4 separate regions of the Mus musculus genome follow, and regions 2, 3 and 4 are each linked to region 1. A link is a contact called in public HiChIP or PLAC-seq and promoter capture Hi-C data. All regions are on one chromosome and are shown on one strand. The core of a region is the stretch at or near the end of the contact, and the rest is flanking DNA. Distances in the headings are between cores, read along the strand shown. Region 1 holds the start of Stat4 (signal transducer and activator of transcription 4). Region 2 holds the start of Nab1 (Ngfi-A binding protein 1). Region 3 overlaps Gm17767 (predicted gene, 17767). Region 4 has its middle 110 kb from the start of Gm31636.

The links. Promoter capture Hi-C pulls out the DNA fragments that hold promoters and counts their contacts. HiChIP or PLAC-seq counts read pairs in DNA pulled down with a chosen protein or histone mark.
Region 2: a promoter capture Hi-C map of pre-B cells shows a contact between it and region 1, with 2.4 times the contacts expected there. The contact joins the promoter of Nab1 here to the promoter of Stat4 in region 1. A contact is called at or near these places in 1 of 39 promoter capture datasets (pre-B cells), 2 of 484 Hi-C or Micro-C datasets (CD4 T cells and regulatory T cells) and 1 of 115 datasets of contacts at active chromatin or transcription factors (memory CD8 T cells).
Region 3: an H3K27ac HiChIP or PLAC-seq map of regulatory T cell precursor shows a contact between it and region 1, with 4 times the contacts expected there. The contact joins the enhancer-like site here to the promoter of Stat4 in region 1. A contact is called at or near these places in 4 of 484 Hi-C or Micro-C datasets (CD4 T cells, CD8 T cells and natural killer cells) and 6 of 115 datasets of contacts at active chromatin or transcription factors (the 230-238 cell line, effector CD8 T cells, memory CD8 T cells and 2 more).
Region 4: an H3K4me3 HiChIP or PLAC-seq map of bone marrow-derived macrophages shows a contact between it and region 1, with 6 times the contacts expected there. The contact joins the enhancer-like site here to the promoter of Stat4 in region 1. A contact is called at or near these places in 1 of 15 datasets of contacts at CTCF or cohesin (the NIH/3T3 cell line), 5 of 484 Hi-C or Micro-C datasets (embryonic stem cells and nephron progenitors), 6 of 115 datasets of contacts at active chromatin or transcription factors (bone marrow-derived macrophages, embryonic limb bud, embryonic stem cells and 1 more) and 1 of 9 other capture datasets (embryonic stem cells).

Annotation. Positions count from the first base shown.
Region 1 is chr1:52,005,316-52,011,814 of GRCm38.p6, forward strand. It overlaps Stat4 (signal transducer and activator of transcription 4), which reads left to right and starts at 2,925. Exons shown (of 24, transcript NM_011487.5): 1 at 2,925-3,413; 2 at 6,468-6,499. The coding sequence starts at 6,469.
Region 2 is chr1:52,498,164-52,504,662 of GRCm38.p6, forward strand. It overlaps Nab1 (Ngfi-A binding protein 1), which reads right to left and starts at 2,285. Exons shown (of 8, transcript NM_008667.3): 1 at 2,047-2,285. Gm553 (a long non-coding RNA gene) reads left to right here and starts at 6,332. Exons shown (of 6, transcript XR_373402.2): 1 at 6,332-6,499. It also overlaps the pseudogene Gm5976.
Region 3 is chr1:51,573,767-51,580,265 of GRCm38.p6, forward strand. All of the region lies in intron 3 of Gm17767 (predicted gene, 17767), which reads right to left. Among named protein-coding and RNA genes, the nearest start is that of Gm17767, 20 kb to the right of the region's middle. Within about 2 kb of position 4,140, at least 69 of the 459 cell types and tissues checked have an H3K27ac peak or open chromatin away from gene starts, as enhancers often do. A contact at or near this core is called in CD8 T cells, effector CD8 T cells, memory CD8 T cells and 1 more, where this site is marked.
Region 4 is chr1:51,731,315-51,737,813 of GRCm38.p6, forward strand. No RefSeq gene overlaps it. Among named protein-coding and RNA genes, the nearest start is that of Gm31636, 110 kb to the left of the region's middle. Within about 2 kb of position 3,422, at least 3 of the 459 cell types and tissues checked have an H3K27ac peak or open chromatin away from gene starts, as enhancers often do. A contact at or near this core is called in bone marrow-derived macrophages, where this site is marked.

The DNA of each region.
Region 1 (6,499 bases), core at 1,675-4,174:
AGGCAGATACCTCTTTCAACCAGTCAATCAAGAAGCAGGTATTCCTTTAACAGAGACTCCCTCAGGAATCCCCCTTAAGTGACTGCAGTAGATAGGGGATGTTCCATATAGTGTGTGTTGTCAGTCATCTGCAGATCTCCACATGACCTCCAATATATCTTGAGGGGGTATGAGAGGTTAATCTATTTTTATAATAATGTTTTGCTTTTCAGTAGGCTGATATTTGCACTTGCTATCAAAGAAATGTTGAGCAAAACTATTGATGCTTTACTACGAGCAAAGGAGGCAGTGCCAAATGATATTAAGCTTTACTAAGTCTCAGACCTTCAAGGTACAACTTTTTAGTATGTATGGCAAAGTAGGACATTATATTTGAAGGCATACCTGGGCCTCTCAAGGAATAGCACTTGTTCAGTTGTCTGAGTGACCAAAGTGAGCCTGCCACTGCAGGAAAGCTGGCAAAACCCAAAACAGGGAAACTCTTACTCGCCATCATGAGCTGCACAGCTTCCCAGCATGTGAGAGGTCCATGGAGACATTACCACATGTTGATTTCTTCCATTGTAGATGAACTGTACCAGCATTCAGAGTGTCTGCATAATTCTGTGCACAAACGATTTCCAAATGACTACAAAACCACACGTGGATAATAGTTCCACTCAAAATGCAAGATGCAAAGGGCTGGGGTAAACCCAGTGGCAGAGTTCCTGCCTAGCATGCCCAAGGCCCCTGGTTTGGTCCCTAACCCAACAGGGAAAAGCCATACAAAGCAAGAGGCAGTCAGACTAATGGGTTTGCTGAAACTATATATATACATATATATATATATATATATATATATATATATATATATATATATATATATACACACATATATATGTGTGTGTGTGTGTGTGTGTGTGCATGTGTGTGTGTGTGTGTATGAAGGGTTTGATGTGGTCTCAGGTTCTACAATGCAGTTGGTTCCCAAGGAACCAGCACTTACTGAGTGTGTGGTTTCAAACAATAACTTTGGCAGCCAAAAGACTATCATGATGACTGTTTTCCATTTCTATTCTAAGTGATGTCAGTCTGGATTTTCTTCAAATATCTCAAGCAAAATAATGTTATACAACATATTAAATGCTGGAGCAGCTATGAGGATCCAGCTGTGTTCTCAAAACAGACATTAGAGAGACTTAGAGTGTAACTCAGGTCTAGAGAGGTAGTGTAGGCCTGTAATCCCAGCAGAAGGATCAGGAGTTCAAGGTCATATTATACAGTGAGTTTGAGGCTAGCCTGGGCTACTTGAGACTCTGTCTCAAAACAAACCCTAAAGCCACTTTTCTCACTCTACTTTTTTGCTGGAAGACATTTTTGTTGTTTACAAAGCATGTTCATTCTAACATATAATGGGCATATTATTGGAAGCATGAATAGCTTATCTCAGATCTGAATTTTCATAGAGTGAATAGCTGCAAAACTATAATACACAAATATGGGGGTCCTCAACAAGTTTTAAAAAGCAGAGATCTAGAAGTGTCTCAAAGAGAAAGAGAGCATACCCATTTTTGTACATGTACCTGAACAGTTAAATGTAGCGATAAAGACACAAAAAGCCAATGTGATTAACACTCTAAGGCAGGAAGTAAAAGTGGCGAGTAGTGGTCTCCACCTAAGCTGTCCAGAATGGCAGCCACCAGGGCTTTAGACACTGGAAAGAAATCCACTTACACTGCAGAATCTAGGTGTTCAATAGGAAGGAATACAAAGGATCTTAGGTAGCAATTTAAATGTTTTATTATAATTTAATGTTTTATTATAATTTAAATGAAGTATTATTATTTTGTAGATATTAGGTTACTTGTGCTGATTTCACCCATTTTTTTTTTCCACTTTAAATGTGTCTGGGACTAGGGAGATGGTGCAGTGAGTCAAGCACTTACACTCGGGTAAGAGGACATGAATGTGGATCTCCATGATTCATGTAAAGCCAGCTGTGATGGTGCCATGGCAAGATGGGAGACACGGGAACCCCCAGAAGCTTCCAGGCAGTCCAGGCTGGCTAACTCAGTGTCAACAGGAGACCATGTCTCAAACAGGGTTGGAGGCAGGGGCAACACTGGATATTGTTCTCTGATCTCTACTTGGGATCTATGGCATGCCAGCACTCACACATGCTCTGAACATATGCCTATATCCACACACAAATCGAAAGGGAGGGGGGAGAGACAGAGATTAAGAACATGAGGGGGATCAGAAAATGCAAGGAGTGTGTTCTGTTTCTCCCAGACAGCTGGTCAAGAAGAGTAAAGAAATTCAGCGTAAACAAACAAACAAAAACCTACTGTGGGTTTGGGGGCATTGTTACATCTTCACAAAGTCTAGGATTTCACTGTGTGTGGGGTGGCATGGGGGGGGTACCTGGTGAGAAGATGCAGTGGGGGGAACATCAGGAGTGAAAAATGACAGTGCCCAGACTTGTCTGAGTCACAGCCTCAGCTCCTGAGAGGGAGAAAAGTTTCCTGGGTAGGGTGTGAATGGCTTAGTTGTCACTTGGGAGAGAAGAATCCAGGTGGCACACCTGTGTGATGGCTGGTCATTGATATGATACAGGCTTTTGCCTAGGTATACTACCCTAGACACATGTGTATCCAGTCTGCCCATTGCTTTCCACCAGTCTGATTTATTTTGCTGAACTCTGGTAGAATTTTTTTCCTGTTCAAGGCATTAATATCTAAAGGAATCCGCTGGAAGTCAGTGATCCCTGAGAGATGACTGTCTATCTTAGTCCAGTGGCTATGTCTCTGAGTAACTTTGTTCACCTGCCTGGTCCTCAATGTCTTCAGAAAGTGAAATTTAGAACGGAAAGGAACCGAGGTTCCACCCAGCTCTGTGATTCTAGAACAGACCCATGTCATAAAGAGGGGAGCACACAGACTACAGGTACCAAGACAAGGTGGAAGCTGGCCAGAGAGGGCATACACCGAGAACTTTTACACGAGTTGCCACAAACCTGTGTAAGCCTGTCTTCTCACAAGACAGCAGACCCTGCTGTTGGTTGGTGTGTTGATGCTGGCTCCCTAGAAAGGATGGAGTTATGTCTAGGAAAACAGGAATCCCAGTCCTTCAGTGTGTACCTCTTACTCTACACACCTTGGGACAATTTGCATTTGTAAGAGTGGCTACTAGGGATGGGGCGGTGCTCTGCCAAGGGGGCTTCAGCCTGACTTTGTAAAGCGTTTCTAGAATAGAGTGGATAGGAACTGCCTAAAGTCCCAGGGACTCAAACACTGACGCACAGGAAAGCCTCAAGTGGGTGGAGAAATGCAAATCCCCTAGAGGAATGGCGTCAGCGGCTGTGGACCCTGAAGGCCGATTCTGACTTTGGACTTGTGCAGTGCCACTACCTGGACGGAGAGAGAGAGAGCCAGGTAAGCCAGGCAGCCCGCATCTGCGTGTGGCCTCTCCACAATAGGAAACATCTAGGCAGGATTCTTGGGGCGTCTTTCTACAATTGGTATTAACACGACTGGGGAGGAAGGGATGCCTATAAAAAGAAGGGTCCTACTCATTACACTCAGATCACTCAGAAAAAAAGTCTTCCAAAGACTTAAATGGAGATCTGGCTCCGGATCTTTACTGAAGGAGGGAGAAGTCGAGGCATCTCCGTGAAGCGGAGGGGTGGGTTGGGGGCTGTGCTGCTGCGGAGGTGTGTCAGCTAAGGGCTGGAAGACAGCCCTAATTTTCTTTAGCCAACGGAGGGCTGTGATATCTGACCCGAGATTGGCACATCTGGGTTTCAGGGAAACACCATCCCGCTAGGGTAGCCGGTGATTGTGGCTTTGAGAAGTGTGAGTGATGCTTAAAGTAGGTCGTCCCTTTGCAAAGAGGTCAAAGAGTCAACAGCACTGCTAGCACCCGGGAAATGGGCCTGAATGCAGGAATACCAGGAGGGAGCCGGCAGGCATCCAGGTTTTAGATGGAAAGTACTTGTCCTGAGACAGGACAATGAGCCCCTAGAGAGTGAAAACAAAGACACCCGCTGGAGGTCTGAACACCAAACAACAGCGACAACACCAGAACAAACCACCACCCCCCCCACCCCCAAAAAAAAACCCAACAAAAAACCTCGCTTTAATTTCTTAAAGTTTTAGAAAAGTAATTTTAAAAGGAACTTATCAAATCCACTCTCATTCGCTACCCTCCAGATCTTCTCCTTTTCTCCCTAGGGTATTTATTCCCTCTCAACTTTATGTGCTGGTTTGCTTGTTTGTTTATTTGTTTGGTTGGTTGATTCACGTAGTGATGCCTGCATGTGCATGGATGATGATGTGGGATTGGACGCAGACCCTGAACCATCAATTGCCAATAACTCCTCAGCCAGGGGTGGGACTTCCTGAGCTCCAAACGAGGTCTGAAGGTTTTCCTCTTTAGGGTACGCCAGGGAGAAAAGGGTCCTTCTGCACCTTGCTTCAGCCTTGGTTTGCAAGAGTGACTTATCTGAGTGATTTGACTGTAAGATAATAAAATTACCCTGCATTCAAATAACAAAATAGAAACAACAGAAACAGTGAAAGCGGCGACCCTGTCTTCAGCTCCTGACCTCCTGATGCCACTGGTAGAAGAGAATGCTCCAGTTCTGTTCCCAGACCTGGGAAGTTTGTCAGAGCTGCACGTTGTGGGCAGGATTCTCAATCCCTCTTTGGCGCTTGATTGTTTGTAAAGCCCAAGGTGCTTGCTATTCTCCCACCTATTCAGGGGCCCATCAGGAGGCCCAAATAAGCTTTCTTAAATTATTTACTTTACTAAGCACTCACAACATACCTGCAATGGCCAGCCATGAGGGCTCATAAACATAAAGTCATATACAAGTTCAAGATAGCTTCTCTCCCTATCTACATTTTTCTGAGAGAAGCACAACTTTTATTATTTTATTTATTGATTGACTTATATTTATACATTAGTATAGTTTATAACATTTAGTTATAAAGTTAGCTCAAGGAAAAGGTGTTTGAAAATGTTCCCACTGGCCGGGCGTGGTGGCGCACGTCTTTAATCCCAGCAATCGGGAGGCAGAGGCAGGCGGATTTCTGAGTTCGAGGCCAGCCTGGTCTACAAAGTGAGTTCCAGGACAGCCAGGGTTACAAGGAGAAACCTTGTCTCGAAAACCCAAAAAAAAAAAAAAAAAAAAAAGTTCCCACTGAAATCTGAAGACTCAATTTGTTCTATAAGCAAAGAGAAACGTCATACCTCCAAGATGTATTGAAATATTGGGGTGAAAGTTTTGCCCTTGACTTACTATTACTAATCAAGAAATCTGCATTCCAAAAGAGCAAAGGCAATAACTTAGTAACGTCAGGGGAATTAAGTCATACTGATTTTTCTATGCTAGAACGTACATCTACAGCCTCTGTGCTGGACAGAGTGGGAACATATAGGTTACACTAAAGGAGCACACTGCTCTGTGTTTACATTATAAAAATGGGATAGTTTATTCTACTTTAGTTAATTTGAGGGCTCAATCACTGTTAGATACAAGGTGACGTTGTATCTAAAAAAAGCTCTGCCCAACCGTAGCTCACTAGAGAACAATAAAAATGGATGCTGGCTTAGAAATAATTTTGCACTGGTATGACTCAAACGCGGGAGTGCACGCATGCAGTTCTTCAGGAAGCTGCCACAGAATGGAACTCTAGTCAGGCTAAAGCTCACTGTAGAGTCCCAACAAATATGAAATAAAAAAAAAAAAAACAGGCTGGACCATTTTTATGAAAAAGAAGCTCTGGGGAAGAAATGAATGAATAGGCCTCAGAAGGTACAGTCAGTGTGTTTGTGTGTGTGTGTGTATGTGTGTGTGTGTGTGTGTGTGTGTGTATGTGTGTGTATGTGTGTGTGTAGTGTGTGTGTGTATGTGTGTGTATGTGTGTGTGTGTGTATGTGTGTGTGTGTGTATGTGTGTGTGTGTATGTGTGTGTGTGTGTGTGTGTGTGTGTGTGTGTGTGTGTGTGTACGTGTACTTATTTGCATTCAACCTGCTCAAGGAGGGAGGGATAAGGAAGCATTTTGCTGACAATACAGTTTCTGTGCTAATCCCCGAGTCTATAGGGACAGCTGGGTAGGGTAGGGCATGGGGTGTTTGGGGAGGAGGGTGGGACTTCCTGAAACAGCAGCCTAGGAGGTCATGGTAAGGCAAGGAAGGATGTGGTTGAGGCAGAGGAAGAAAGCTGTCCTGCACAAGGGATAACATTTAAGAAAACACCAAGAGCAAACACTGGATGCTGAGTTTTAAATGCATTTTCTCCTTTCTTCGTTGAGATGCTATAAAAGTTGAGTTTTTCTCCTTCCTTTGAGAAACTATAAATGATTTCCCCCCTCCCATTAACTAATAACTAACAGCTAACTGAGGTCTGAGTCGAGAAGAAACCATGTCCCCTGGCTCCCAGTAAGCAATATTTTAAAGCTCTTACTTTGCCCTTCTTTTGTAGCATGTCTCAGTGGAATCAAGTCCAACAATTAG
Region 2 (6,499 bases), core at 1,035-3,534, 490 kb after region 1:
CTTTAATATGTTTGATAAGATCCACAGTGAAATATGAACATGTGAAAGAGTCACACATTAGCACCATCTGAAACTGTTTATACGATGGTCACTTTCATGAAAGCAACACTAATATATGATGGCCCTGTGGTATATAGAACACATTCACATTATGTCAAAAATAGAGATTTCCTTATTTTAAAAATGCAACAAAAACAGGTTTATTATAATGAGATAGCCAAGGCCTAACTCTAGCATGGATTCTAAGTCACCAGGCACAGAACTCTAACACACTTGCTACCATCCACCCATTTTTTACTCTTAAAATCTAGAGTTCATGACACAAATTCTTCAAAGGTCTGCCCCACTTCATAATTTTTCTTTCAAAGCATCTACAATACAAAGTTAAATAAACCATACGTCCTTAAAGTTGAAGTAAAAGAGATATGAAATTGTTTAAATAATGAAGAGGAGACAAGGCTAGGTTTTCTATAGGGCATGGTTGTTATTAATCAGCAACAAAAGAAAAACTTTTAGTTTAGGTATGATTATGCAATTATAATCTACGTACTTGATGAAATTTATTAGGCATAATAGCTCACTAAAATTTTCTGTATCATCTAGATGAATCTTAAGAATTTGTCATCTGAAATATATTCACAACTAAAGGACAGAATGAAGTAAAATTTCCAGTGCCCCATGCTGTCACTAATACAGTCCCACACAACAGGAGACTGGGCCTCAGGAGAGAAAAAGCATGCTCAGTAGTGGAATGGCAGGCTAAGCATAAGATGGTCAAGTCAAAAAAAAAAAAAAAAAAAAAAAAAAAAAAGAAAAAGAAAAGAAAGAAAGAAAGAAAGAAACAAATTATCTCCCTAGCACTTCTTGAAATTATTTTCTTTCAAGATGTAATGTTCCAGTATCTAAACTGGAAACAGAGATGAAGAAGGCTGACTGCACTGCCTATCTACAAATTCTCAACAGCATACTTATTTATCTGCTTGAGCTTACTGAAAGAACAGAATTAAATGTCTCAAAAGATGCAAGCTGGAGGAAGAAACCTTCAATCCAAGTCACTTGTGCTGGCACAGAAGCTGGGTGTGAAGCAGCTCTTTGAATCTCAGGAAGATAGCCTCCACCCTGGTCGGCTATCCGATACAATGGACCCTATACATCCTCTCTCCAGTATCTCTTCTTAAAACCGGCAGATGAATTATAAATGTCATAACATATATTGTACAAAGAAAGATTTTTCAAAAAGTGAATATTTAAAAAGGGTAATTCGCTGCGTGTACAAAACAGCGAACCATTTCGGATGTGACTAATCTTATTTTAAATTCGGTTCCTCTGCTCCTATGCAATCTAATATTAACTATTAAAACTGCCAAAATATTTTTATACGAGATCTTAGAATCTCCTTAGAGATTCTGATCTTTGCACTCCGTAAAGTTGGCAGGCACGTCACTGGCAAACCAATCGGTAGTGACAACTTACTCCAAACCAGCTCTTTCGGATCAAATTGTAAATTAGCAGGCAATCCAAAATTTCCCAAGCCTCCCTGAGCCAGGGCACGGTTCCCGCTGGTCGCCCGCTGCAAAACTTGGTCAGCTCAACCTACAGACGCAAATTCCAGCTCTACCCAGGAGATTCCTTGCAGATCTCCCGGGTTGACCGTACTTCGGTGTCTGTCCCCGTAAGGTCACACACCTGCGTCCAAAGCTTCTCTGTCCTACACGTGTCTGCACATTCCCCACTCAGCCTCAAAGGCTCGGCGACTCCCGCTTCCCTGCACCTGGGTGCCAAGTTTCTGAAAGCCACTTCCAAGCAAAACTCTCCTTCCGCTCTGAAAACACAACTACAGTAGGAAGGGGCGGATAACAGGAAGAAAGCGGAGACTCAGCGGCACTTTTCGGAAGTCCCTGGTCGCCCCGGAGCTGGCACCCCACGCGGGCCCGCGAGCGCGTCCTCCCCGCACAGCCCGCGCCCCCCGCCCGGCAGGACGCGACGGCCCCGCCGAGCCACGCGTCCGCGCCCCCCGCTCCATCTCGAGGCCCTCCCGGTACCTACGCGGCCCGCAGCTGCGGCGCGCTCCGCGACGACGGCTCTGCCGGGCTCCTGCGGCGGCTGCGGCGGCCGGGACGCCCCCGCGCCCATCGAGGGGGGCAGGGACGCGGTGGGCGCGCGCTCCGTCCCCCGCCCGCCCCGACGGCGCTCGCTCGGTCGCGCGGGCGGAGGCTCGGGCGGAGGCGGGCGGCGGCGGCCCCGGGCGCCCTCCCTAGGCCTCTCCCGCCGCCCCTCCCTCGGCCTCTCCCTCTCCCTCCCCCGCCACCTCCGCCGCCCCCGCCCCGCCCCGCGCGCTGTCACATCGGGAGATTCCGCTCTTGCTCCATTCGCCGCTCCGGCTCCCGCCCACGCGCGGCCGAGTGACGCAGATCCCGGCGTGGGCGGCCGCGGGGCGGGGGTGGGGGCCGGCGGGGCTGAGGCTCGGCGCGGTCCCGGGGGTGGCCCATTCCCACGGCAGCTGGGAGCGCGCGGGTGGGGGCGCGCGCGCGGGTCGGAGGAGGAGGAGGCTTCCGTGGATCCGCGGACAGCGCTGCCTGCCAAGCCCCGCACCGGGCCCGCCCAGGAGGGAGGGGGTGGGGGGGGTACAGAACCGCAGGTGCGGTGCGGACCTGTCCCTCCTCGCCCACTCCACCCTGTCCCCACCCTCGCCCAGGCCTGGTTTGAGGAGGGAGGAAAGGGAAACTCTGGCCTGGTGGCTTAATGACACCCTTTTCATGTCTGGAAACCTTGTGTTACTTTACAGGCCATTCTCTGTTGTCTTCCTGTAGGCAAATGACACACTCCTGGTGCTGTCTTGAGCGTGTCAAAATAGAGTTCTTAAGGCAAGGTGTAGACATTTTGAGCTTGGTTTGCATAAACTTTTCTAGCCAAAGAAAGTGTTACAGCACCTCAAAAGCTAAAGCTATTGCCAAAATTTTAAGGGGAAAAAAATTAAATCTATTTTTGCCTTCCTTGGGGAGGGGGTTTCAAAGAAAAGAATTCAAGTTTTAATGGTGTGCTCTTACTGCAATACAGGTAGAATCCTGTTTTAATGTACATATAAAAATCCAGTTTTATATAGGAGGCCGTTCCCACTTCCTGGCTGGCCTCCCAGAGTGTGCCTACTTGGTTGAAGGGGATACAAGGCATTCTTTGAGAAGAGAAATTCTTTAAACCACATCTTTATGTTGCAACAATGGGTGGGATGATAATATTGAAAGAAAAAGACCTTATTAAATAAACCATTTTTTCTTTTTGTAAAAACATGTTCTACAAATGAGTGATGTCAATGGAATAGATATGTACTTAAATGCATAAATATATAAACATATAGTTACATGGTTAAGTATACATTTAAGCTGAAATATCTTCCCTGTTAGTGACAAGCCTGTCTAGAATAGTTGGTATTTTAAATAATTATTCTTAGTTCCTCAAATTCTTCAGAAGAAATAACAGCTACAAGTGTCTCCCTGCCACTCCAATTGTCAGTGTTTATGCTCCTGCTCAGCGAAGAGGAATTTAATTTGGGTGGTTGTAGTACAGTCAGGGCTACTGAGACAATTTCTTGGCCGGTGTGGAAAGGTAGAGGTTAATGGGTAGTCGAGCAATGAAATCCGCAAAATTCTTCTAATTCTTCACTGGGAACTCTGATGGTTTGCAAACATTGTTGCTTCTGAAAAGCCTAGGGGGAGGGGTGCGTGTAGCTTTATGCCACGCAGTTAGTGATTAGTCAACTTGGTGAGCTCACCTGCACTGCACAGCGTTCTCCAGAATTGAGTCCAAATTGCATGCTGTGCTCCGGTAGGGCGTGCTTCTGCCCTGCTGAAGGCTATACCGACAAGGAAATGTGTCTGGGGCTGATCCTTTTTACAGTTAACCACTCAAGTCCTTCCTTGTTTATGTTCTGGGCACATTAGATAGTGTGTTCTTCCCACATTAAGAATGGCATTCTGGGCCCACTATGCTTTGCTTAAATGCCCTATGGTTTCTGGGAGAGGTGGTGGGAGGAAAGAAAATGAAAGAAAAAAATTTTAAGCTTTTAGGCATCAGGTTCTTTATGGGCACACTGTAGTCAACAGGACTGTTCGACAGGCCTGAGATGTTCACCTGTATGTGAGACAAGTTGGAGGAGAAAGCATTGATTCTGTGCATGCCGTCCTTCCCATTCCTAAACTCCACCTCCCTGCTCTCAGAGTGGAGGTCTTCTAGCTCCTTGGTGCCTTAGTGGGAGGAGAAGGGATACATTCTGTAAGGTAACAATTATGGAGTGGGGTTGTTCTCTGAAGGCCCTCTGGGAGAGATTAGACCGTTTTAGAATTTCTTGGAGGCAGTCCCAGGCAGTTCTAAGAGAACGTGGCAACACAAATGGTTCTTCTTGAGACCATTTGGATATCTTTTGTTAAAAAGAACCCTGCAGTAGCTTTGTTTCTTCTGGTTTGATTTTACCATAAATACCTGTATGCTTAAATTACTCATTTTCTCCAGTACGTCTTGTTAAGTGTTAATTAAATACCAAAGTTAAGTTCTGAGGACACAAATAACCGTGGTTAAACCACAGTTTAAACCATGGTTCTGTTCCCAGAACTTTTCTATAAAACAGCAAAAATAAAAGATCAAAAGAAAGCCTAAAAGCTAAGGAACATGATCTGTTTCTCTTCAATTCTTTATTTCCTATATTAATAGATTCATGGACTATCAACACAACTATCAACTTGGCACTCCCTTGAATCCATGTCACAGTGAAATAGAACTAAAATTCTTTAAAATGGGAGGTTCCTGTCTCATCCCACATTCCAGAAAGAGCCTTAAGGATACCTGAACATTTCTCTTTTTTGGGGTGTGTGTGTGTGTGCAGTGAACTTTATTGATGGTATTCAAGAGAGTAGGGAGGGGTCCCCAGGCCTCTCCTGTTGTTTTGGGGTTCTGGAATGGAAATTTTGAGGGAGATGCTCAGTGTTGGGCGCCGAGTTGGGATAGGGACTCTTCAACAACCAAGGGCCTCTCTCTTGCTCTCAGTGTTCTTGCTGGAGTGGGTGGTCCAGGGTTTCTTACTCCTTGGAGGCCATGTATACCACGAGGTCCATCACCCTGTTGCAGTAACCATATTCATTGTCATACCAGGAAATGAGCTTTACAAAGTTGTCATTGCGAGCAATGCTAGCCCCAGGTGGAGGAATGGGAGTTGCTGTTGAAGTCACAGGAGACAACCTGGTCCTCAGTGTAGCCCAGGATGTCCTTCAGTGGGCTTTTAGATGCCTGCTTCACCACCTTCTTGATTTCATCATACTTGGCAGGTTTCTCCAGGCAGCATGTCAGATCCACAATAGACACACTGGGGATAGGAACATGGAAGGCCATGCCAGTGAGCTTTCTGTTCAGCTCTGGGATGACCTTGCCCACAGTCTTTGCAGCACCAGTGGATGCAGGGATGATGTTCTGGGCAGCCCCATGGCCATCACACCACAGCTTTCCAGAGGGACTATCCACAGTCTTCTGAGTGGCAGTGATGGCATGAACTGTGGTCATGAACCCTTCCACGATGCCAAAGTTGTCATGAGTGACCTTAGCCAGGGGGGCTAAGCAGTTGGTGGTGCAGGATGCATTGCTGACAATCTTGAGTTGTCATATTTCTCATGGTTCATACCCATCACGAACATGGGGGCATTGGCAGAAGGGGAGGGGATGATGACCCTTTTGGCCCCACCCTTCAAGTGGATCCTGGCCTTCTCCATGGTGGTGAAGACACCAGTAGACTCCACGACATACTCAGCACCGGCCTCACCCCATTTGATGTTAGCGGGGTCTCGCTCCTGGAAAATGGTGATGGGCTTCCTGTTGATGACAAGCTTCCCATTCTCAGCCTTGACTGTGCCGTTGAATTTGCCGTGGGTGGAGTCAGACTGGAACACGTAGACCATATAGTTGAGGTCAATGAAGGGGTCATTGATGGCAACAATCTCCACTTTGCCTTGTGGAGAGCAGATAGCAGCCCTGGTAACCAGGCACCCAATATGGCCAAATCCACTCACACCGACCTTCACCATTTTGTCTGCAGAACAAGGCTGGCACTGCACAAGAAGATGCAGCTGTCTCTGGAACAGGGAAGAGCAGAGAGCCATGAATATCATTTCTAATCAGCAGAGGTTTCTGTGTCTTGGTCCTCTCCCTCTCTCCTCTCCCCCTCCCCTCTCCTCCTCCCCTCTCCCCCCTCCCCTCTCCCCCTCCCCTCTCCCCCTCCCCTCTCCCTCTCTCCCCTCTCCCCTCTCTCAGCCCTTCCCCCTCTCCCCTCTCCCTCTCCCCCTACCCCCTCCCCTCCCCCTCTCACCCCTCTCTCTCTTTCTCTGTGTGTATGTGTGTGTGTGTGTGTTGTACATGCACTTCCTTCTTTTGCTCTTGCTGTGTGAGATTATTCATTTCTTCATGAAATGAGTGTAGTTATCCTCTTTGGGATGCAGTATTCTTCTGTGGGTCTAGATTT
Region 3 (6,499 bases), core at 2,890-5,389, 430 kb before region 1:
CAGGGCAACAGCCACTGAATACAGTAAATCCAAGGATACAGAGTCTCCCCTTATAGCCCCAGCTCTACTCAGTGAAATGTCTGAGCCATGGCTCTCAAGACAGCTGTCCACCCATAGCATGTGAAAGCTGTGATGTCCAAGCCACCCTTTAGCCAGTAAATCAGACTATCAGCTGTGAGACCTAGAGAACATTATTTTCAAACTCTCCAGGCAATTCCTATATGCATCTAAAATTGTGATTCACCATCCTAGAGACCAAAATGTCAGAGAAGAAGGCAGCATGTGGTACTGTCTGTGTAACAACCAGCCCCTGGGCTGCTCATTGAGCTCTGGCATCCTCTAGCAGGAAAGCATTTTTTTTCTATGACAGTAAGAGTGGAAAGATGCAACCTACTAAAGGTACCACATGTATAAAATTTAGAGCATGTTTGTTGTCAGGGTTTCTATTCCTGCACAAACATCGTGACCAAGAAGCAACTTGGGGTGGGGTGGGGTGGGGTGGGGTGGGGTGGAAGGGTTTATTCAGCTTATACTTTCACATTGCTGTTAATCACCAAAGGAAGTCAGGACTGGAACTCAAGCAGGTCAGGAATCAGGAGCTGATGCAGAAGCCATGGAGGGATGTTACTAACTAGCTTGCTTCCCATGGCTTGCTCAGCTTGCTTTCTTATAGAACCCAAGACTACCAGCCCAGATATGGCACCACCCACAAGGGGCCCTCCCACCTTGATCACTAATTGAGAAAATGCCTTATAGCTGGATCTTATGGAATCATTTCCTCAACTGAAGCTCCTTTCTCTGTGATAACTCCAGCCTGTGTTACGTTGACACAAAAACAGCCAGTACATTTGTGTTAGATTGCAAGACAATCCCTCAATCTTCCACTTATTAGATGTCTCAAAGAACCCAGTCTCTCCCATCAAGTCAATGTCCAGAACTTTACTTCTCAAATGGCTCTAGTTGAAAACTTCTGGTTTTCAGGCAGTTGATCTCATAGGCTTCACATTCAAATTCCTCATAAATATACACTGTGTTCTTACTGACATGAATATTCAATAGTTCCAAATATTATTATTTGTAATAACCCACTTGTCAACTGCCTCCTGGTTCAAGTTGTATTATTAAATTCTTGGTTTTCAGTGGCTGTCATCATGACTTGGAATTTAGAATTCCTACAAGTAGGCTACAGTTGTTCCTTTTGGAGAATGGCTGCAAGGCAGTACTAATACACAGCTCTCCTGCATTTAATGAGAGAAGCCATGAACACATTGCCTTGCATGATTCTTTTTGTTGCATGGCCCCAGTAGAGACACTAATCTATTCAGAAAACTCTGATACAAAGTCTGATAAGGTTACTCATCTTTATCCTTAGTTTAATTGATAATATACAGAGACAGACTTTAGCTTTCAGCTTCTACCAACAGTTAGCATAAATCTCGTAAGAAAACACATTTGTAACATACTGGAAGAAATAGCCATTAGAGTCACATTTGTCAACCCCAAGCTGCTCAATGCACAATTGCTTCAACATTTACTTTATTTCTGCCTTTTCTTCCTGGTATAGATCAATCTTTAAACAGTCTTTCTTGTTTCCTTTAGGTGACTATGAAGAGTAAGACCTGCAGGACTGATTCTACTTCAAACCACATCAACCCACATTAGGTCATTTTGTTTAAAGTCCTATGGCCTTGCCTGATACAGCTGTCTCCTGAGAGGTTCTGCCATACCCTGGCCAATACAGAGGTGGAGGCTCTCAGCCAATCATCAGACTGAGCACAGGACCCCAGTGGAGGAATTAGAGGAAGGACTGAAGGAGCTGAAGGGGCCTTATCTGGCATCAATGGGAGGTGAGGTCCTTGGTCCTGTGAAGGTTTGATGCCCCAGTGTAGAGGAATGCTAGGGCAGGGAGCCCCGGAGTGTGTGAGCAGTTGAGGGAACACCCTAATAGAATCAGGGGGATGGGGAATGGGATAGGGGTTTTCAGAGGACTGGGGAGGAAGGACTGTTTACATTTTGAAATGTAAACAAATAAGGTATCCAATTTAAAAGTAAGATTAATGTATCTTGCTGGTTAAGGTTTGGGGATTTTGTGACAGGGAAAAGCAATACAGTCAATTCAGTAGGTTTAGTGGGAATAACAGAAACTTGCAAAGCCTATAGAAGAACATCAAGCTATTGCATATGTTGTACATGTCGGAATATTCAGTATATCGTTATGAATTTCTACTTTGTTATCTTTAATTACTAACAATGGGTAAAGGTAACCTTATGTGGACCCTTTGTCGTGGAAAATTGACTAAATAATCTTTCTATACAATTTGTTTAATGTGACTTTAACATCCAACTCTGTTATTAAAAATAACTCTTCTGCCGGGCGTGGTGGTGCACGCCTTTAATCCCAGCACTTGGGAGGCAGAGGCAGGCAGATTTCTGAGTTTGAGGCCAGCCTGGTCTACAAAGTGAGTTCCAGGACAGCCAGGGCTATACAGAGAAACCCTGTCTCAAAAAAACCAAAAAAAAAAAAAAAACAAAAAAAAAAACAAAAAAAAAAACCTCTTCTTCTAAAGTGTTGTTTTGTTTTGTTTTGTTTTTGTAGAATACTTTCTCCTGAGGAGTATAGTGTTGGCTTAGTAGATCAAGAAATCCTTTGATTTCTTATTCATTAATTCAAGCTATTTCTTAAATATATTCTATTGTATTCTTTTTTAAATAAATAAATAAAGTCCTGTGGCTTTATAAAATCCTGCTTATATATATTAGAGTTGTCTCTCCTCAAGAAGATAACTTGGACTTTTATTTAGGCAACTAAAATTAGCCTATTGGACAAATTAGTTAAAGCTGAATGAGCTTTTGTTCATTAATATTAAATCAAATTATGAAAATGGGACATTTGACATCAAATGAGTTACAACCACACGCACTTACCTTTTTTCAAACTAGAGTGGGGAAATTCCTGTGTTTAGTCCAACTAATGTACACACATAAATGTGTAAATTTAAGGCATGAATTTTTTTTTACTAAACCCTAAATAAACTTATTTTAAAAGCGTGTGTGTCCACTGATAAGTGGATATTAGCCCAAAAGTTCTGAATACCCAAGATACAAATCACAGACCACAGGAAGCTCAAGAAGGAAGACCAAAGTGTGGGTGTTTCAGTCCTTCTTAGAAGGAGGACAAAATACAGGAACAAATATGGAGATAAAGTGTTGAGCAGAGACTGAAGGAAAGGCCACCCAGGGACTGTTCTACCTGGGGATCCATCCCATATACAGACACCGAACCCAGACACTATTTCGGATGTCAAGAAGTGCATGCTGACAGGAGCCTGATATGGCTGTCTCCTGAGAGGCCCTGCCAGAGCCTGACAAATACAGAGGCAGATGCTCGCAGCCAACCATTGCACTGAATGTAGAGTCCACAATAGTTAGAGAAAGGACTGAAGGAGCTGAAGGGTTTGCAACCCCATAGGAAGAACACCAATATCAACCAACCAGACCCCTCTATACACAGAGCTCCCAGGGACTAAGCCACCAACCAAGGAATACACATGGAGGGACCCAAGGCTCCAGTTGCATATGTAGCAGAGAATGGCCTTGTAGTGGTAGGAGAGGTCCTTGGTCCTATGAGATCATAGGAGATGTCCCAGTGTAGGGGAAATTGAGGGTGGGGAGGTGGGAGTGGGTGAAGGAACACCCTCATAGAATCAGGGGGAAGGGGGAAGGGAGAGGGGATTTCCAGGAAGGGGGTGGGAGGGGGGAACTGGGTAAGGGGATAACACTTGAAAAGTAAATAATTTTTTTTTAAAAAGGAGCAAAAAAAAAAAAAAGTGTGTGTGTCTTTGTTGGTTTTGGCCTTATATGAGGGCCAAAAGTTTCTGTATTTTAGGAAAAGCAGAAGTTAGTAACTCTATCCTATCTTCTGCCATTCAAGTTATCATATACATAGAAAAATACAACAGGATGGGTGACTTCTAGAAAAGAAACAGTCATTCTCTCCATTCAGGGGGCTGGAAAGACCACAGTCAAGATGCTGAAAGATGTATGTTCTAGTGAAGACTGCTTCCTGGTGCACAGGTTACAGGCCTTCTTACCACATCCTCATTTGGAGAAAGCTCCTTTTCAGATGGCATTAAACCAACTTGTGACAGCCCCACCCTTCCTTATAACCTATTCACCACTCAAAGACACTTCCGCCAAGTAGCATATTACTGAGTAGCTTCCGCACATCATTTTGGAGGAGAGGAACTGCCAACATTCAGACCACAACATAGCCTCATGTTTTTGTGGACATGTGAGTCCCTACTATAAACACCACACTTTAACTATATTGTTGTTAGTTTTCAGTAGAAATTCATTGAGATGTCCATGGAAGATTGGCAATATCCCCTCCCAACATCATAGACTATCAGAAACTCCAATACCTGGTATGAGAGGCTCCCTTGTGAGTTGTTTGTCAGGGTCATCCAAGAAACTGCTGAAACATTATAGGCTATTGCTGTTGCCTAGGTTGTTTCCCACAGGTTAAAGATAAGTCCCGATTGATGAAGATACTAAATATTCCCAACACAGGTGGTTCTGGCATCAAAGCCTTCTCCCTGAAGACTAGCTTTATGGTACCAAAAGTCACCATGCATGCTTCCAAGGGAGGGAAGCAACCGACACTCCTACCCAGAGGTGATGCCTGTGAACTAACAACAACTGACCAACATGCCAATACACCCATTAGGGTGCAAGACTGTCACGCACACTTTGTTGGTAACCAACAGCTTTCTAATTATACTTAAGGATCACTCAACAAGAGGTAAATCATGCCTAACCAACCAGCCCAGGTTAGTGAAGTCACACGAGGAAAAACTACAACCACAACTTTACTGAACCAGTATAATTTCTAACAACATTCTAAATATTTACCCTTACACTTATACATAAGTATAGGTCTCACCCCTCATCAAAGAAACATCTCCTTGCAACAGACAGAGGCCATTACAGCAATCAAGAACCAATGGATGGAAATGCAGAGAACAAGAGTCTGTGTGGTACCCAGGCCCAATGATACATACATTTACAACACAATTCCTGTTCCTAAGGTTCAGGTATCATTGTGGAAAAGAGAGTGAAAAGATTGTAAGATCCAAAGAAACAAGAAGCTTGCTGTGAGATGTTTCTCCTAGAAATGTCAGAGATAGCTACACACATTATCACATCTCATCAACATGGCTTTCTGAATAAGACCTGAACCAGGACTACAACAATAGACAGCCTAACAGAATAGGGGGAAAGCTCATGAGCCCTCAACATTACACAAGAACTCTAGGTAACTAAGGGATGCAGAGATCAGGAAAAAAATAGTCTTCCCTAGATAGGAGCCACATAGCTGGCTATCCAAAACCAAGTGATCATCCCTGAAAACATGTGTACACAACACCATACGGACTGAGTAGGTTGTATTTATATGTTTAGGAGTGTGTGTGTGTATGTGTGTGTGTGTGTGTGTGTGTGTGTGTGTGTGTGTGTGTAAAAGTTAAAAAAACAGAAGCAGAAGTCATAAATTGGAGAGAAAGCAAGGTGGGGAGGGGTGCATGGGAAGGGCCGGAGGGAAGAAAAGTGAGGGAAAAATAATGTTCTTATATTTTCATTTCAAAACATTTTTTCTTGTTTTTCTTTTGTTTGTTTGTTTTTGGCTCTGTTTTTGTTTTGAGACAGGGTGTCACTGTATAGCTCTGGCTGTCCTACAACTATCACTATGGAGACCAGGCTAGCCTCAAACTCAGAAGGCCTGTCTCTCCATGTGCTGGGATTAAAGGCATGTTCTACCACGCTGGGTTTCAAAACATTTGTCTCTAAAGCTCCATGGGAAGACAACTTTATAGGTTAGTTCAATGTTTGGAAATATTCTAATGTGCTAATCCAACCTTGATAGACGTTTGTTTAAAAGGTTTTAAGTCAGTTTACAGAGCCCATGTACAGTCATCCCTCACCCCAGCTCAGTGCCAGGCACCCACCAGTCAGCTTTCTGTCTCCATGGTTATGGCTGTCAATGCATTCATACAATTGGGCTTTCGAACTGTGTGTCCTTGGTATCTGCTTTTTTTCCCTCCTGAATGTGTTTTAAGAGTTCATTCGCATTGAGGCATGCATTAAATAAAGCTTTGTTCCTTTTTATTGCCAAACACCGGTGATGGGGTTTAGCGTTTTGGTTTGGTTTGGTGACAGGATCTACCCAGGCTGGCCTGGAATTCTCTATTCTCCTGCTTCAGCCTCCTGAGTGCTAGGATCCCAGGCATATGCCACCACACCCAGGTGTTTTTGTTAACATTCAAAACGAGAAGCAAAAAAAAAGAACCTTTATTCAGTTAAGGAGAGATTATGACCATAGTGAGCCTGGCCAGCAGAGCTACACCTAGTGAGCAGGGATTCTGAGGCCAGGCGAGGGGGATGCTAATCTTCTCCCCAGCCTGGATTCTGCTGTCAGAAAGAAGCGTCTCTATTCATTCCGGGT
Region 4 (6,499 bases), core at 2,172-4,671, 270 kb before region 1:
CTCCATGAGATACAACTGTAAGGCATTTTCTCAATTAGTGATCAAGGGGGAAAAGGCTCCTTGTGGGTGGGACCATCTCTGGGATGGTAGTCTTGGTTCTATAAGAGAACAGGCTGAGCAAGCCAGTAAAGAACATCTCTCCATGGCCTCTGCATCAGCTCCTGCTTCCTGACTTGCTTGAGTTCCAGTCCTGACTTCCTTGGTGATGAACAGCAGTATGGAAGTGTAAGCCAAATAAACCCTTTCCTCCCCAACTTGCTTCTTGGTCATGATGTTTGTGCAGGAATAGAAACCCTGACTAAGACAGATTGTAAGTATGCTCAGAAAAGGTCTACGACTGCTTTCTCCTTTCACATATTTATAGCCTGCAGACTGCCCTACAGTACTACTCCTAGTGAGATCAAATAACCTTGCCTCTTGTTCAGCTGTACACCATAAGCCCTGCCTGGGTTCCAGGCTTGCTTTGGTCATGGTATCTGCTCACAGCAGTAAAACCCTAACACAGAAGTTGGTACCAGGAACTGGGGTATTGCTGTGAACAGCAAGTTACATCAAACCTCTCAGTGCTGCAGTTTCTCCATCAGAGAGCCTAGTCTTCCACTAGCAGTCTTCAGATAAAGATGTAGAACTCTCAGCTCCTCCTGCACCATGCCTGCTTAGATGTTGCCATGCTCCCACCATGATGATAATGGACTGAACCTGTAAGCCAGCTCCAAATATGTGTTGTCCTTTATAAGAGTTGCTTTGGTCATGGTGTCTGCTCACAGCAGTAAAACCCTAACTAACACAGAACTTGGTACCAGGAACTGGGGTATTGCTGTGATAGACCTGACCATGCTTTTGTTTGGAACAATGTGAATATTGAGATTTTGGATTTGAAAAACAGTGGAATGCTTTAAATGGGGCTTAATGGAGCATCCTTGTAGGAATATGGAAGACTTTGTTGCTGAGAGTGATTTAACTGTGTAGACCTGGTCCAAGAAGTTTCAGAAGAGAAGAGTTTCAGTATGTGGCATAGAGACTGTTTTTGTGGTATTTTAAAGAAGAATAAGACTGCTTTTTGCCTTGTCTGAAGAGTCTATCTGAAGCTAAGGTAAAAAGATTTATGCTAACTGCATTGACAAAGGAAGTCTCAAAAAAAAAAAAAAAAAAGCCCAGCAGAGACTTTGTTCTCTGGTAAAGTCTCATGTACAGTCTTTTGAACAAGTGTAGCAAGCTTAGAAAAAAAAATATGGTTCAAGTATTAAAGGGGCACCAGAAAGTGAAATGGTACTGAATCCTATGTTAGAACATAGAGATAATAGATTAAGGGACTTGGGGGCAGGATCCTACCTCGCTAAATTTAGAGCCAGGCATGGTTGTACACACCTTTAATCCCAAAAAGACAAAGCCAAACAGATTTCTGAGTTCAAGGCCAGTCTGGAACAAAGCAGGTTCTAAGTGAAGAGAAGCTTAAATCCAGACATGGTGGTACATGCTTTTAATCCCAGCATTACAGGAGACAGAGACATGCACATCTCTTGACATCAAGGTCAATCTACAGAACAAGTTCTAGAAAGGCCAAGCTTAGGCAGAAAAGGAGTTGGAAAACATAAAGCTGGTAATAGAATAAGGAGGGCCATGTTCCAGCCCCAGCAAGAAGCAGAACACCGCAGCTTCAGCCATGTGGCTATGGTTTTAGAGTGAAAAATAAAAGCGACTACTGGGACAATTGATGCTGCCTAGTTGGGGCTAAGAAATTAGCTGTGATTAAGAGACCAGCATCACTGAGGTGAAATCTTCTGGGAAGTGTTTTCTGAGAGCACAAAGAAGCTGTTCCGGAGATAGCCAAGATTGTACCTTGTGCTGCAACTGTACTTGGTTATTTGAAAGAGTCACCTAGGTGGTACTGGTTTTGAAGGCATGAAGGGGTCATGAAGAGCCGCTGAGGATTGACACTGTGAGAGGCCATGAAAGGCCATTGGTGAAGGTGCAGCCTCAGTTGTAGTTGATGGCCCAGAACTGAAGGGGTCATGCAAAGGACTTGAGGCTTGGCACCATGAAGAGAGCCTGTGAGAGGCTATTGGTGAAGCCTAGTTGCAGTGGAAGACTGCAACTAGGAGATGCCAGTACCATGGGATGATCACTAAGAACAGCACTGGCAGAAGAGTGGATGAGTCTGAGCTTAAAGTGCCACAGAGGGCAGAGCTGGAGAATTGATGTCATCCTTTTGGAGAAGCCCAGAAGATCATGCGTGGATTCCAAACATTGAAACAAGAAGCTGTAACATTGAAGCTGCCTTGGAGACCCCAAGATTTTCCATATGCTAGAGTCATAGGATATCTCCTGAGGAATGCTGCTAACATGGAGTGGAACCAATCCAGGAAAAGAAATTTGTTGTAGTCAACAAAAATGAAGAAGGAATTGGAGATCTGAAAACTGCTTTGATATCAGACATAGTGGTGCAGAGTTTGGAGTTTATCTAGCTTGTTTCCTGTCTTGCTTTGGGGATGGATCACAGTTAATTGATTGGATGGATCTCAGAAGATACTTTAAACTTGGAATTTTAACATTGTTGCTACTACTATAGACTATGGGGACTTTGGAATGTAAATTAAATGTACACTTTTATTATGCTATGGCTAGATGTGGCCCCCATAGATTTATGTGTTTGAATAATACTATGGGGGTCAGGGAGTGGAATGTCATGGTTTGAATATGCTTGGTCCAGGGAGTGGCACTATGTGGTGGTGTGGCTTTGTTGGAGTAGGAGTGTCACTGTGGGTGTGGGCTTTAAGACCTTCATCCTAGCTGCCTGTAAGCCAGTATTCTGCTAGCAGCCTTCAGATGAAGATGTAGAACTCTCAGTTCCTCCTGCACCATGCCTGCCTGGATGCCACCATGTTCCCACCTTGATGATAATGGATTGAACCTCTGACCCTGTATGCCAGCTCCAAGTATATGTTGTTTGTTTGTTTGTTTGTTTGTTTTATAAGATTTGCCTTTGTTATGGTGTCTGTTCACAGTAGTAAAATCCTAACTAAGCCAGCCTCTTTCCCCTTTTCCTCTTTCTCCTTCTTTTTCTTCTTCTTTGTTGATACTTTTCTACAATTTTCTTGGTTGGCTAGTCCAGGCCAATACATTCAGGATAGATGACTTTTCAGTATTGCTTTCAAATCTGCTTTTAAAGGAAAGTTCTTAAATTATTCAATAATTTAGCTTCTTTGATTATCTTCAGTATTTAATATATCATCTCAATACTTGTGTCTTCATATCTTTTTCTCTCTTTTTAAAATATTTATAACTTGAACTATTTTCACTTGAAACAATTTCAGAATGATAAATAAATTATCTTTAAAAATTACACACACACACAGACTCAGCTGCCGTGTTTGTGGTCCGTGATGTCACCAGCAACAATGAGGAAGGCCATGATCTGAGCTCCTGCTGACTGTAAAGAGCAAGGAAGCCACTTTGGCCGTGATTTGGATGACTGCAGTTGCACAGCTGAGGAAGAGGGACACAGAAGGCTTCTGAGTCATCCTCAACCCCATCCCAGATCCCCACAAAGTAACAGCCTAAAAAGGAAGCCATCAAAGAGAACTCTTAAAAACAGGGATAAGAATGCTGATGTGTAGCTCTTCACGGCTGATAGCTTCTGGTTGAGGTGCACGTGGAGAAGGACTGAATTTTCTCTTGGGGGTTGGGCCACTGGGAGTTCGACCATGCTCCGGTTAGTGTATGGACAACACAAAATGAGCTGTTGTTGTTGTTGTTGTTGGGGGTAGGTCACAAAGGTGCGGTGCAGACATGGAAGTGTGCAGACAAGGCGAGTGTGAAGGGCTGTACAAGGCAAAATACCCAAAGAATCAATAAAATATTTTGTGAAAAAAAAATTATAAAAATAACACACAGGGCTCTGGTGGCGCCCCAGCAGAAAAAACACTCAGGACCACTAGCCCACACATGGTGCTCAGCAGCACGGAGCATGGTCCTCATTTATTTTTTAATTTAAAAATCCTTTCTCTTTGTCTCTCACAGCTGTACTGAGAGACTATATCTTTTGGGTTCAGACCCCATCTTAAAGAGTCTGACCTAAAGTTTAACTCAAGTTAACTAACAGGTCGGTACCTAGCACCCCAAGACCTGTATCTAACAGCACCAGTTTCCAGGCTCCACCCACCCCCAGCCGAAAAAACAAACAAACAAACAAACAAACAAACAAACAAACAAACCTGTATCTAGCACCAGTTTCCAGACTATTTCCCAACAAATCTGCACGCCCAGGTTCCAAGCCTGCCCTTGACACTTCACTTCCTGACAACCACCAATCAGGAGGAAAACAGAAGTGAAGTTTATGGTTTGGCTCCCAGCACCAGCCCCCAATCAAATGGGTACCAGGCTAGATATCCCCTTCTTGCCTCTATAAAAGCTTGCCTAACTCTAGGCTCAGGGCTATACCTTCTGCTATGTCAGGGTTGACAGAGATCCCAAGCTCGAGCCTGAATAAAGAGACCCTGATGTTATTGCATGGGATCAGCTCCTTGGTGGTCTTTTGGGGTTCACAAGTGTTTCCTGGCACAACAGTGCATATCTGTACAGGTGGGCATGCCTATGCACATGTGTGGATGCCAGAGAGGGTGTCAAGTGTGCTGGGTCACCCCCTGCCTTCCTGTTTTTGAGGCAGAGTCTCTCTGTGAACCTGGACTAAGCATTTGCATCTTTGGTGACAGGCAGCAAACTCCAGTGATCTTCTGTCTTCAGGGCAATGGTGAAGGGGTTATGGGGTTCAAATTCAGGGCCTCATGTTCATGCAGCAAGCACTATAAATCACTGAGCCACCACTCAAGCCCCAGATATTTACATATTTTTAGGTAGAAAACATTTTTTTTTCTGAATTTTGGGTAGAAAACAATTTCTCAGTTCAAATGCTACTATGGTATAGTCATGATGTCTAATAGCCATGTGAGGCAACTGGGCTGGGTTAGTAGAGATTGGCTTTAAGAATATAAAATACAGTTGCATTTTTAAAAAACAGTTTCAATTTGTTGCTCAGGTGTGTCTCAGTCCCCTGGGCTCAAAGTATCCTCCTGCCTCCGCCTCTCAATAGCATGTGCTCCATACTCAGCTAACAAGTAAAATTTGAACACTTGACACCAGTAAAAGAGCATAAAACACTTCAATTTTTACATTCATTCCATGTTAAACTAAGGGTTTTTTTTATAGTTGTCAAGTAAAATTATTAAATATAATTGATTGTACTTGATTACTTTTTAATCTGGCTATTAATAAAAGTCTAATTACATACATGGTTTGTATTTTATCAATAATACATGTTATATTTATTATACTGGATATAGTTTCAATAGGACAAAATTTTGTGAAAAAAGTCACTGGCTTGTTCTAATTAATTTCTTATAATAATAACACTTTATTTGGACTTTGAACTTTTCCTCAGAATTGCAAGCTTATTTGGGGGTTGGGGTGGGGGGTGTGCATTGCTTTGTCCTGTCATTTTTAAGGGCTGGCTGGAGCTTGGGTAGTTTAGGAAAACAAAACCTAAGGTGAAAAGGCCTCTGGGTAATGTGGGTTCTAAGGACACAAGATCAGCACTTGGTGTTCAAAAACTTCAGCAATTTTCCCAGCTCACTGCATTGTGGGAACAGCTTTTCCAAGGAATAAATACTCTATTTTTAACATTTTTATTATACAACTTGTCACAGGCCGTCTCATGAGACTACCAGCAATCACTTTCAAGCAGAATCCAGCTGCAAACAACTCCCTACATGTGACCAATGACATCTGGCCCCCAAGTCCCCTCCCCATCCCTGGTGGTCTTGATGTTTCTGCTCTGAAACTCCTTTATCAAACCTATAGCTCTGGGAAGGAGGCAACGCTTGTCCCAGGCTCCCTTTCTTCACAGACTACAACCCTTTCATGTGCACCCATGTGCTGCATTCCACAGACATCAGACTCCATGATTGTGTGACATTGTCCCTAGAGGGCTGACATAAATATGTTGGTATATATAGAAAAGCCAGCCAGGACTTTCCAGCTGAAACCATGCTAGCCCTTGCCCTGAGCACAAACTTCTAATTCAGGCTCAAGTTCTGAAGAGCCATGGGCTGTGTGAGTCTCAATGCCCAGGCACCCATTCAATAAAAGATGCAAAAACAGTGATCTAGAGGATTCCAGGGTCACCTCTCTTTACCAAAGTATCAGACTTCCAGAACAGTTAGTAATTGAACCCTAAAAGCACACTGGTAATGTTGGTTACCTAAAAACAAAACCATGGTAAGTTCTTTTCTAAAGGGAAGAAGCATTTAATGACAAGCTGTTCTAAAATTGTGTTTCCCAAGTCACCACATAGGTCTCTTTAAAAGAGTCTATATGAGCTAGACTTGGGGAGGCTTATCAGCATCCTAGCAGTCTCGGGTGGAGGCAAAGAATCAGGAGTTCCCAGCCTTGGCCAACTAGTGAGACACCATCTCAAAAAGCATAAACATGAAAAATAATCTAT